3 separate regions of the Mus musculus genome follow, and all the other regions are linked to region 2. The links are chromatin contacts, called in public Hi-C and promoter capture Hi-C maps. All regions are on one chromosome and are shown on one strand. Each heading gives the region's core, a stretch centred on a gene start, on an enhancer-like site or on the middle of the called end of the contact. The rest is flanking DNA. Distances are from core to core; before and after follow the strand shown.

Region 1 (3,796 bases), core at 559-3,058, 440 kb before region 2:
TTTAACCTTGGTTCACTTATGGAGGCCAAGCCAGCTTCCTAACCTGTTTTGGTGGAAAGGCAAGATAAGCTGGGCTGGATGGATTCTGGAAGCTGATAGCCCACACCCAGTTTTCCACACTGGGCTGAAGGAAGTGCTCAGCAGGGAGGGCACAGGTGCTAAGTAACCATCTCTCTCTATCCCGGTATGATCTCCCCACCCTCTGGAAACAAAGGCCGTCTAACCATGGCTGACCTCCATGGTGGCTACTCTTGTCTAACTCTGGGAGAACTTGCCATCAGTACAGACATCGCAGCAGCAGTGGCCAAACCAGAACAGGGCCTGGCCACGACCAGGGAGGAAAGGCATGGGGGTCAGAGAAACAAAACCTCCCACTCAAAGACCCAGTGACCTGTACTGGGCTGGTCCTCAAGGATTAGCAAAAGGTGGGGGGCGGGGGGACACAGTTATCCCCACACAGGCCTGGGAATAGAAAGAAGGAACAGAGCAATCCTAAGCCTTCCCAGGCTTCTCTTACTGAGTCAGCTCAGGGTGGGGGAGTCCCACACTATCCACAGGGAGGCTGACCAATGCAACATGCACTTCCTCCACAGGGCACCTGAAAGGCATGGCCACCCTAGGAAGAAGAGTTCCTGGAGAACATGTTGCAGGCTGACTCCGTCTCCCTCCCTCCCTCCTTCCCTCTCTCCAATCTAACCCCTCCCCAGTTTGAGCTAGTCACTGTGGTATCAGGCATGCCTGGTTAGGATGGAGCCCTTGAGGGTTCTGTCCAAGTCCCAGTGCCTTCCTCTCTTCCTCTTCCTCTCCCTCTCCTCCCTCTCCTCCAGGAGACCTGATACACACACACACACACACACACACTGGATAGAATCAGCCAGCAACAAAGTACAATCTGACACCAGGAAGGAAGGTGGGCAAAGAGCCATGGGAACACCCGGGAGTGTTGTGACAGCAGCTTCTGCTTAGCAGCCCCTGGGGATGGGCAGGAGTACCCCAGAGCCTACACACATACTAAGAAACCCAAACACTCACTGACCCCTAGGAAATACCCAGACCGGAGAAGCAGAGAAGGTTAACATAATATCCCTTAGGCAAAGAGCAAACTAGTTTCCACTTCACCCCTGTGTTCCTGGAAGCCCAGGCACCCTCATCTCCAGACTCAGGAGCTTTGGAGGGGATGTATGTTGGGGAAAAGTAGTCAGGCTTCCCCGTGAAGTTCCGAAGGTTTTTGCTGTCTGCTGTCACAATCTAACCACTAATGGACACTGACTCCTACAGCGGGGCACGCAGAAGACACTGTTAGAGAAGGAGGCTTTCTAGACGTCAGAAAAAAACACGTGCTTGCTTGTGGAGGTGAGGGAGTGGGGGTTGTCACCCATCAGAACCAACTTCTTGGTTCTGAGACCCAAGGGGTTCTCTAGCTTCAGGGGAACCATCTAGACCGTGACTGCTCCAGTGTTACTCCCATCGGGCTGGAACACCGGCTCTGGTCTCTCCTTGGGACCTCAGTATCCCCACCTGGCATTCAGGGGAGCGGGTCCCAGGAAGGAAAGGCCGGGAAGGCCGCACTGCACAGCGCGGGGCAGGAGGCTGAAGACCCATATCCCTGCTCAGCCCCCACCTTGCGGATGCTGCCGTCGTCCTGCGGCCGAGAGCTTTCCTCGCCAGTGCCCTGGCCATCTGGCCTCTCCTCAAGGATCATCGCTGCTCGCTCGGACGCTGACTCCGAGAGGCTGCGAGCAGCAGGCCCCTCGCGCTCCAGGGAGGATCAGCCGCGCTGCTCCGACTGTCCCCCTCCTGGAGGGTCCGACTGACCGGTGCGGCAGAGCGCGGGCCCCGCCTGCAAAACTTGATGTTGTCCAATCAGAGGTGAGGGCTACTCCGATGGATAGAAACTACTACCAACCAGAGTGAGAGAAAGGCGGGCTCCAGGTAAGGGATCTGGTAACTCTTAGCAACCAGGGCCGCTCGCCGATCAGGGTACGCATGCGCAACGCTAGGTGTTAGGCGTGCGGAGAAAGTTAGGAAAAGACAAGCAGAACTGGGGGCGGCGACCAAGAGCCGCTGCAGCCTCTGCAGGGACTTCAAGGCTTTATCTCGTCACCCCGGCAACGGGACCCTCCAGGATTGCTCCAAAAATGTTTACAATGGGGTTTTTTAAACGGTTTGTTAGAGACAAGTGCTTGTGCTGATTCTAAAACAATGCCTGCTTTCTTCCCGGCACTAAGAGGCAAAGCGCCGCTGCGGTCCCCTTGCTTCCAGAACCGCCCCCAGAAACCTCGCCTCCGGGACCTGGTTATGCATTTTGTTTCCAGAGCCTACATTCTCCTTGACCTCCTTGTGCTTCCAGAACCGGATCGCCTTCCAGAACCCGAATTGGTTTTAAGAATTGGACTTTTTCCAGAACTCGAGCTCCTTGCAGGGCTTACTCCGAAGCACTTCTCAAATTCATGTGGGCTGGCTCACACTAGATGAGCTGAGAACACAGCCTAGAAATGAGTGGCTAGCCCTTTGTCAAGCTGCTCCAAAGGTCAGCCTCCTCCACGCTGCCCGCCACCCTGGTCACTGCTTGCCCTGACTGAGTCAGCGACTCAGTCTCTACGCCCCATCCCCCTCACACACACCTGGCTCTGTCATCCCCAGATCTAAATTTGCTCGGCTAAGCTCTTGGATGTCCCTGGACAGTGGGCCCCCGCCAGAAATGCTTCTCTCATCTGCCCCGCTAGCCTCTCCAAACTTCCTGGCATTTTTGATCCCAGGGCAGCATTGTCCCCTCCCCTCCCCTCCCCTCCCCTCCCCTCCCCTCCCCTCCCCTCCCCTCCCCTCCCCTCCCCTCCCCTCCCCTCCCCTCCCCTCCCCTCCTTTCTTTCCTTTTCTTTCCTCTAGTATCTTCCTGTGGAGTGTCACCTAATTTCACTTCTTCCTCCACTGACATCCTCATGAGCAGCCTCCTCCATCTCCGGGCTCTTATGCTGCCTAGGTGTGGTCATCACCTTAGAACTAAACAGAGACCACATGTGCTGTCACCTAGCACAGCTGTCACCCTCCTGCATAGGCACCCCTGAATTCAGACTTCTGTGTCTTCAGAATCCTGTGTGCTTAGACTGACATCCACCCAGCAAAGCATGCCTGACTAAAGCAACTGTTTCTCTTAAAGATTTATTTTAATGTGTGTGTGTGTGTGTGTTTCTGCAGATGAGCACTGTGCCTGCAGAGTCCAGAAAAGGGTACTTGAACCCCAGGAACAAGAGACTACAGGTAGTTGTGAACTATTGAATGTAGGAGCTGGAAACCTAACTTTGGCCTTGCGTTAGACTGGTCCACATCCTTAACCACTGGACCACCTCTCCAGCCCTCCCAATCTGCTCTTAACTATTCTTTTCTCAGCAGGATTGTCCCTTTCATAAACCTTAGGAAAGTCCACCCCTCCCCAGCTCACTAAGGACAACTGCAGGATTTCAGGAACACTTTCTCCCTAGGTTCCCACCCAGGGCTCTTAGGGATGTCCTGCTGCAGTCCCAGGTCCCTCTCCCAGTAGTCCTGCAGGGCATCTTAGTTCAGCAGGCAAGGCTGTTAGGGGATAAAGGAGGCTCTCAATTGTTGAGGGTCCTAAGAACTCCAGGGATTTTCTAATGAGAACCTTAAACTCAGCCAAAAATCAGGTTGGAGGGGGCAGGTTGGTCAAATGCTTGCCTAGGGTGCACAAAACCCTAGGCTCAGTCAACAGCACTGCATAAAACACCATCAATCCCAGTATATAGGATTTAGAAGGAGGAGGACCAAATGTTCAAGGTCA
Region 2 (4,336 bases), core at 732-3,231:
GGATGTGGTCAGAGCAGGAAACTGGATAGCAGGGTGGGGCTGCTCCTGCCTTGTCTATCTGAGGATATGCCTGGAATGTGCAACTTTGCAGGATTTGATATGTCCTAAGGTCTCTTTCTACTGAAATTCCTAAGTCATTCCTTTAGCCTAAACTCCAGATTCCTTCATTATATGCAAAGGCTCATTAGATGTTTCCAGCTCTCCTGGTCTGTCAGTGAGCCAGTGAGACCCTAGATGAAACACATGAGTAGGAACATCACTTGAGTGCACTGGCGACAGAGGAGGAAGATGAACACTGTGCATGCCAGTAGGCAGCCTTGCTTTATGATCCACATCCCAGCATATCCCTGGACCCCAACAGCCCCCACTTTGAAGGAATCCCACTCCAAACCCAAGAAAGCTCTGTTTCAAGGGAGGAGAACCATGGTCCTTAACAAGTGCCCAGATCTGATGTTTTCTTCCAAGCTACCCTCAGCCATCTTTATGGAGGCCACAGGGAACTTACCCACAATAAGTTCTACCTGCTGAGAAATGCAGACTGCATCAGGGTAGGGGCAGGTAATTGATTTGCAGGCAATTCCAAGTGAAACTCCCAGGCAGTTATAGCACTCCAGCCCCTGAGCTGAGAAAAAAGCCAATATATGAGGGCTAGTTCATGCCCTTCCTAGAACAGAACCCTTCTCTCCAATGTCTTTACTTCCACACAGCTGCTGGGTGCTAGGACAGAGCAAGGATATTACTGCCCAGTCACCTCTGCCAAAAGCAAAAGTGAACCATGACCCTCCATTGTTCAAGTATGCTCGGCCCTGCTGCCTCAGCTAGCCAAACCCACAGCAGAGACCTGCACCCCAAGGGGAATTAGAGGGGCAATCACCATATTGGGAAAACAAAGATACAAAATGTCTGCTCAAGAAATGAGTGGGTGTGTAATAGGTAGTGGGGCCATCAGATAGGGAAGGCTTTTCTGACCTGTCCCACCCTACACCTGCAGAGCTGGCCCCTGTATATTGAAGCATGACAAAGCACTGAATGTCCCAGAGTCCAGCTCAAAGGTCAGACTCACCATGAGGTTTCCTGCAATACACATGTAACTAGAAGTATAGGGGTATCTGAAAGCTCAGACTTCTTAGAATAGAGATGTTCTAGCATTTGGGCCTCGTGTGGCATGTGCTGGGCATAAGGAAAAGTAAAATGCCAAGATTTGAGGATTCCAAACCCTTGGCTTGGCCTTCAGGCCAGAAAAAGAAGCCTCTACCAGTTTGTGTGCACCCAGGCCAGAGGCCTGCTTGGTAGACCAGGGCAGCAGGGTTAGAGTCTAAAGGACAGGCTGCTCTGGTGGTCAGGGTTTGTGGCACAGGTAGTAACATTGAAACGTCTTTCTGGTATGTAGTGATGGTTGCAAGGCAGGCGCTGGCAGGGTTACAGACCCAGTAAAGCACACAACACATGAGGCTTCACCCATCACAAGCCGATTCCCAATCCCCTGACACCAGCACACCTTGGGCACTGAGCACACAATGGAGGTGCAGGTGTAACCACAACCCTGAGGCAGTTTGCCATCTCCATTTTACCCTCCTGGCCATCTCTCATTTTCCACCTCACCTCTTTCTGCACACAATAGGACCACAAGAAGGATGAGTACACAGGACTTTGTAGTGTGACAACTGTCCATCCTTGGAGAAGGGCTGCACAGATCAAACCTTGGAAGTTGAAGCCAGTTATTAGATCATCATTCACATCCCTGGGCTCTCACAGGGCTCAAGCATCCACTCTTCCCACCCTCCAACACTCCCCCCCCCCCCAGCTTTCCCCAAGGAATACATGTCTGCCTATTTCTCTCATCCACCACCCACCCAGCTTTTCCTTCCTAATCTCACACTCCCAACCCCAGCCCTATCCTGAGGGCTCTTCCCTTTGTCACCTAGCAGCTCCCTCCTGACACCAGTCCTTACTTCCTCTCTGACCAGGTTGCAGGCACAGTGGTAAGATCTGTCAGATGTGCACTGAAGTAAGTACTTTAATTTCCTTTAGCTCCTCCCAGCTGACATCCTGAAGAGGGAGGGGTTTCTATACTTACTTCCTCCAGGCCAACATGTTTATTGGTTAAGATTTAGCAAGGTTTGTTGGTGATCTGGTCAGCAAGATTTATAGCTGTTGAGGAGGGAGGACCACTCAGTTGGGGAGAGACAATGGTGCTGTAGGAATAAGAGAGCAGAGATGGAGGGGCCACAGTTGGCTTGTGCTTGCCCTCAGAAAGCAAAGGAAAGAGGCAACTTGCTCAGCCTTTTCCTAGTTTTTTTGTTTGTTTGTTTCCCTTCATCTTTTGTTTTTGTTTTTGTTTTTCGAGGCATATTTGCTCTGTGTAACTTTGGCTGTCCGGGGGACTTGCTCTGTATACCAGGCTGGCTACAACCAATACTTTCAAAGGCAAGTGCTGTAGCTTGTGTTTTTTGCCACCACCACCAGACTTTTTCTTGTTTCAAATTAGAGGGTATGAGTTGCAGTGGCTCAGAGCCCAGGGCCCTCCTTTTTATAAGCAGGCAAACAACTGACAAATACCTGGCGACTGGCTCTACAGGGTCTTATATTCAAAAAGTGCAAGTCCTGAGCAAAGAATTTACTGACAACTGGGATGGAAGTTACTAAGCAGTGTCTGATATGTTTGGGTGATATAAGGGGCTGCAGGTGCTATTAGCATCTGGTAGCTAGAGTCAAGGCAGTTCTTTTCATGGCACAAGGCTTTTTTTTGCAGAGGGTGGATGACCCCAGTGTCCCTGCTGCCCAGAAGCCACCATGAAGAAGCCACATGCTATTTCTTCCTCCTCCAGTTTGTATGTGCCCTGTCTCCTCACCTATGAGGTCCTAGTCCAATGTGTCCCAAAAAGGACATAAGTTTCCTTGGCCTTTATGTCACTACCATGTGGCATGGTATTGTAATAACTCAAACCTTACTAATTAGCCAAATATTGATGGCATCTGTGGCCCAGCCTTGGGATGAGCAGCAGGGCCTCCACAGCAAGCCAGAGTCTGAGTTTCCTAACCTAGTGGAGCTGAGAGCACAGTAAGTAGCCCATGTAAGTGTCTACAAGGCACTGATACAGGTTAGAGTAGGAAGGCTAGGCACCGAATGAGACCTGAGCTGGAAATCATCCTGAGATGATGCCACAGTAAATGAACAGGTATGCTCAGAGGACAATGAGTCAGAAAATGGACCACAGCATCAGTGAAGGTGAGCACATCCACTTAAGCAGGCAAGGCTGCAAAGGGAAGGAAGCCAGAGGCTCAGAGAACATCAAGCAGATTCTCCTGATGTAAACCACAGGGCAGACCAAAGTATCTCAGTCTTTCTAGCATCTCTAGTTGGTTCTACATGTATATCCAACTCCAGTGTCAAAGTTCTAGGTTATGCAGGATGATTAATCGAAAGAAAGAGAGACTCTGTAGGCTGAAGTCAGAATTCTCAAGGAGCAGTGGGGAATCAACCTTTCCAGGACTAAAAACCAAACCCAAAGACTGATCAAAGCCTTTGTGCCAACCTCAGGAATTCATGACACAATGGTTCTGTTAATATTCTGTTACACTCCAGGGCCTCTATCCTACACTATTACAAAATATCTTCCCTGTTAACCTATAATCCACATTTGCCACCAACATTGTATAATCCAGCACAGTGGTAGGAGGAAGAGAGCAAGCAAGAAATGTTTTCTCTCTAATTCCTTCATTTGTGGACCTAGGCATTGGCTCATGTATGAACAAGTGTATGTGAAAAAAAAAAAAAAGCAGACAGCAAACCCCTGCAAACAAACAGGGCATCAGTGAAAGATCCAAGAGACAGTCCCTCTCAATTTCACCATCCAATGAGTTTATGGGACTTTTTTACAGAGGATGGGGGAGGTCACTTACAGGAATATGCATAATTTCTGAGCAGCTAAGTCACAACTAAGTCTCACCCCATCATGTAAGCAGTGTCATCAAGTCCCCGATTCAGTTAATCTTCTGTTTCCTCTATAGCCTAGCATCTTCTGGGACTACTTGTGGCTGGAGAAGAGCAGGAAGGCTAATGGCTGTAACTTCAAGTGACAGTACTTCCTTCTGAGTATAGAGATTTCTGTCCAGTATCACAAACCTGTTGCTGTTTCACTCTTCAGACTCCATTGCTGGGGCTCCTGGGCCAACATTATTCCTATCTAAAATGGCAATGGGACCATCACCTTTTCTTTGGAAGAAATGGCCATATAACCAGAGTGCAGATCACTGTTTTTCTAAAAGCCTTAAACTTGGTGTTCTCATGAATCTTCATCTTTCCACCCAGCACCACTCTTGGGGAAATAGCTTC
Region 3 (3,903 bases), core at 841-3,340, 280 kb before region 2:
TTTTAAGCCTCTCTTTGAGAGTATCAACAGGAGAGGAGGGAGAACAGTCAGCTAATAATCTTTGCCTTTCCGAGTATGTTAGTGTGTGCATGCGAGGGTTGTATGTGTTTATGTACATGTATGTGAAGAGGGTATGTATACACTCATGCACTGTGTTTCTTGAGGTGGGATGTGGTCACCATGGTCACTGGCTCAAAGGACTGAGATTACTCTTGAGGAATGTGACTCAGCGATGTCACTTAACTGGCATCCATGAGGTCCTAGATCTAATTGCTGTAGTGGGAACAAAAAAGAAGGACCGAACTCAATCTACTTCACAGGGTTAAGTCTGGCTTTGATAATGTCACCTGTCACTATTAAGGAGCATGCTGAGAGTCATTGTTGCTGTATATTGACTGGAAATAGAAATTCAGACACTGAGATTAGTGAGTGATGCCGGGGGATATATATTTTTTTCAGGTACAATTATTTGAATCTCTGCATCCCAACACTGTCTCCATTTTGGACACCTTGATGCACTCTGGTTCACAGGACACTGGCCCCGCTCTGGCTCATGGGCATGAAAGGGGTGGCTCTCACACTCTCAAAAATGCAAGAACAACTGCAGACAAACCAACTTTTTTTTTAATTATTTTTTTATTAGGTATTACAAACCAACTTTTAAGATGATGTGTAAGAAGTAGTATGTGACCAAGGCCTAATCCAGAAACACGAGAAGGATGTGAATGAAGAAAAGGTAGTGGTGAGTGAGTGACACCCTGGCAATCGATTAGGAGAGAAACATGCTAGCTGAAAGCACCTCTGAAGCTAATACCAGGCTCAGCTTGGAAGCAAATACCTGTAATCTTAGCATTTGGGAGGCTTCAGCAGGAGGGTCACCATGAGCTTGAGGCCATCTTGGGCTATATAGAGAATACCAGGCTAGTTTAGTGAGACCAAAGACTAACTAAGAGGGCCAGTGAGATGGCTCAGCTGCTGCCAAGAATAATGACCTGGGTTCAGCCCTCAGATCCACACAAGGAAAGAGAACAGACTCCATGAAGTTTTTCTCCGACCTCCTCGTGTGTGCCACAGTGTGTGTGTGTGCACCCACATGCGCGCTCATATACAAAAGAAATAGAAATGATTTAAACATGAAGAGAAATGCTATCATCCACCTTAAAAACAAACAAGCATGTTAACATTAACTTATACAAAAAAACTTCTTACAAATGAGAATTAGTGTAGTGGCACTTTGCAACAATCTCATCGCTTTTGGGAGATAGGTAAGAAGATTGGGGGTTCAAGGCTCAGTGTTGGGTGCCAGAGTGGATTACATGAACTCTCTCCAAACATGACTAAGCGAGTAGACAAACGATAGCAAGACCTTCTCTTAAGCTTGCCCAGACATCTGAAAAATCCATAGATGGGCCTCCCTTTACAAACATACTGGAGCCCTGCAAACATACTGATGCCATTTCATTCAGCAATTAAGTAGGATGCTATTACAAAATAAGAACACAAAAGCAGGCTGGCGAGATGGCTCAGCAGGCCAAAGGCACTTGCTGCCAAGCTTGATGACCTGAGTTTGATCCCTGAGACCCACACATGGAGAGACCTGACTCACACAAGTTGTCCCTCACCCCCACACATGCTACAACATGTGTACACACAAAGAAATATGTATTTACGTTTTTAAGGAGACCATGAACACAAAGACATAGAAGCTGGAATGGGAAAAATTAAAATATCACCACCATTTGTGGGGTGCAGAAGGGATTGGTAAATTGCACCTCTGGCAACATCTGGCCACATCCTGCTTCCAGTGAATGACAGAATGTTGAGGCCTCTCCAAATTTACTAACTCCTGAATTATAGGCTCCTTTCCACCAAAAGGACAGGCAATGGCAGGAGCTCACTCATCAACAATGGTGCTTTCTGCAACTGTGGCCGGGAAACAGCTGTTTGAGATTAATTGGAAAGTTCCAGAAGTGAGTCACTCATACTTTCAGAATGTGGGGGGAGTGTGATGATGTCATTGACACTAGGCTGTGAGTGAAGTTCACAGCTAGCTCATAACCTTCATGATTCTCAGCTTGGCTGTTGCAGGACCACAAAGCTTGGCTACGCGACCTTGTTCAGTTTATAATGGTCCAGAGCAAGGGAGTAGCAGCACTGGCCATTTGGAACTGACAGAGAAGAGCTGGAAGTGCATCTGTTAGTGAAAAGGGAGAAAGAAAAGATCTTATGTTGACTCTAATAAGCTCTACTGAACAATACATTATTTTAGAAGAAGGAAAGAAGCCAGGTATGGCAGTGCACGCCTTTGATCTCAGCACTCAGGAAGCAGAGGCATGTGGCAGAGTTAGAGGTCAGCCTGGTCTGCAGATTGTTCCAGAGGAGCCAGAGTTACATTAAGAGATCCAGAGAGAGGGAGGGGGGGAGGGAGGGAGGGAGAGAGAGAGAGAGAGAGAGAGAGAGAGAGAGAGAGAGAGAGAGAGAGAGAGAAAATCTGTTATCAACTATCTATTGTCTACTGTGTTATACCAGGGACTTAAATGCAAAAATAAAATATTAAATAGTATAGGAGTATAAATAGTTTGTTCTGCTCCAAAGAGCACAACATTAACTAAAAGACATTAAGGGAGGGGCTGGGCATGTGGATGGCGAGTGGAAGGCTCGCCTAGCTTATCCAAGGTCTTGGGCAGCATCCCCATTACCTAAGTGGCCATGATTCCAGCAACTGGTAATTGGAGGCAGAAGGATCAGATGTCCAAGGTCATACTCAATGACATAGTTTGAGGCATCCTGAACAGTAAGAAAACAAATGACTCAGTGAACTTATCATTAAAGGATGGTGAAACCTGGTAAACTCATCAATACAAAAATGAACATATCTGGGGTCTGGAGAGATGGCTTAGTGGTTAAGAGTGTTGTCTGTTCTTCCAGAGGTCATGAGTTCAATTCCATTAACGATATGGTGGCTCATAACTATTTATAGAGTGATCTGATTCCCTCTTCTGGCATGTAGGTGTACATGCAGACAGAGTACTCACATACATACATACATACATACATACATACATACATACACATATATATATTAAAAATAAACATAACTAACTAAAAGACATCTTAAAGAGATTCTCTGGGCTGGTGAGATTGCTCAGCGGGTAAGAGCACCAACTACTCTTCTGAAGGTCATGAGTTCAAATCCAGGCAACCATATGGTGTCTCACAACCATCCCTAAAATGATCTTATGCCCCTTTCAGGAGTGTCTGAAGACAGCTACAGTGTACTTACAAATAATATATATACATATATATATATATATATTTTTTTTTTTTTAAGAGAGATTCCCTGCTGGCTCCACAATTTTTGCCCTGGGGGCAGGAAGATTTTGGAAATATCTACCACCCACCTTCTAAGGTCTCCATAACAAACCAAAGTTTGAGTCCACCGAAGTTCTTCTAAAGAACCAATGAATTTATTGGGCTTAGTTAGACAGCATGAGCAAGGACTGAAAAAGCAATGGAGGGTGTACCCATCATGGATAATGGCTTTTCTTCTCTGTCTCATCCAGCAGGACCTAGTTATTCATGGGTGTGAGGGGGACCGCAAACCTGGGAGAAAATGGGAGGGAGAGAAAGGAGATTCAGAGACCAAGAAGGGGGTCCTATCAAGGTCTCAGTTTATTAGGCTGAAACGCCGGGTTTTAAGCATACAGCAAGGAGAATAGGGAGGGGTTGAGGGGGAATTAACAAAGAACAAAGAAGTGGGCATCTGGGGACATGAAGGCCGAATTCAGGCTCCAGGCGGCGGGCACTCTGTGTCTTATCTCCAGAATGTGATCCTCCTTAACAGCCTTGGGCGTCAGGCTGGGCTCAGCATGTAACTCATGTCCTTGGAAGTCTTGGGAGTCA

What was found. Promoter capture Hi-C pulls out the DNA fragments that hold promoters and counts their contacts. A called contact is a pair of places that touch in the nucleus more often than the background predicts.
Region 1: a contact with region 2 is called in a promoter capture Hi-C map of liver, with 4 times the contacts expected there. The contact joins the promoter of Rhpn1 here to the promoter of Ly6f in region 2. A contact is called at or near these places in 7 of 39 promoter capture datasets (the 3T3-L1 cell line, 3T3-L1-derived adipocytes, embryonic stem cells and 3 more), 1 of 115 datasets of contacts at active chromatin or transcription factors (pancreatic cancer cells) and 1 of 9 other capture datasets (adipose tissue).
Region 3: a Hi-C map of myocytes shows a contact between it and region 2, with 2.5 times the contacts expected there. The contact joins the enhancer-like site here to the promoter of Ly6f in region 2. A contact is called at or near these places in 3 of 39 promoter capture datasets (the 3T3-L1 cell line, liver and second pharyngeal arch cranial neural crest), 1 of 15 datasets of contacts at CTCF or cohesin (pro-B cells) and 2 of 484 Hi-C or Micro-C datasets (embryonic stem cells and myocytes).

Annotation. Positions count from the first base shown.
Region 1 is chr15:75,702,300-75,706,095 of GRCm38.p6, reverse strand. It overlaps Rhpn1 (rhophilin, Rho GTPase binding protein 1), which reads right to left and starts at 1,808. Exons shown (of 15, transcript NM_001163465.1): 1 at 1,622-1,808. The coding sequence starts at 1,702.
Region 2 is chr15:75,266,066-75,270,401 of GRCm38.p6, reverse strand. It overlaps Ly6f (lymphocyte antigen 6 complex, locus F), which reads right to left and starts at 1,981. Exons shown (of 4, transcript NM_008530.2): 1 at 1,922-1,981; 2 at 1,603-1,700; 3 at 506-622. The coding sequence starts at 1,672.
Region 3 is chr15:75,542,423-75,546,325 of GRCm38.p6, reverse strand. No RefSeq gene overlaps it. Among named protein-coding and RNA genes, the nearest start is that of Ly6h, 23 kb to the left of the region's middle. Within about 2 kb of position 2,090, at least 14 of the 459 cell types and tissues checked have an H3K27ac peak or open chromatin away from gene starts, as enhancers often do. A contact at or near this core is called in myocytes, where this site is marked.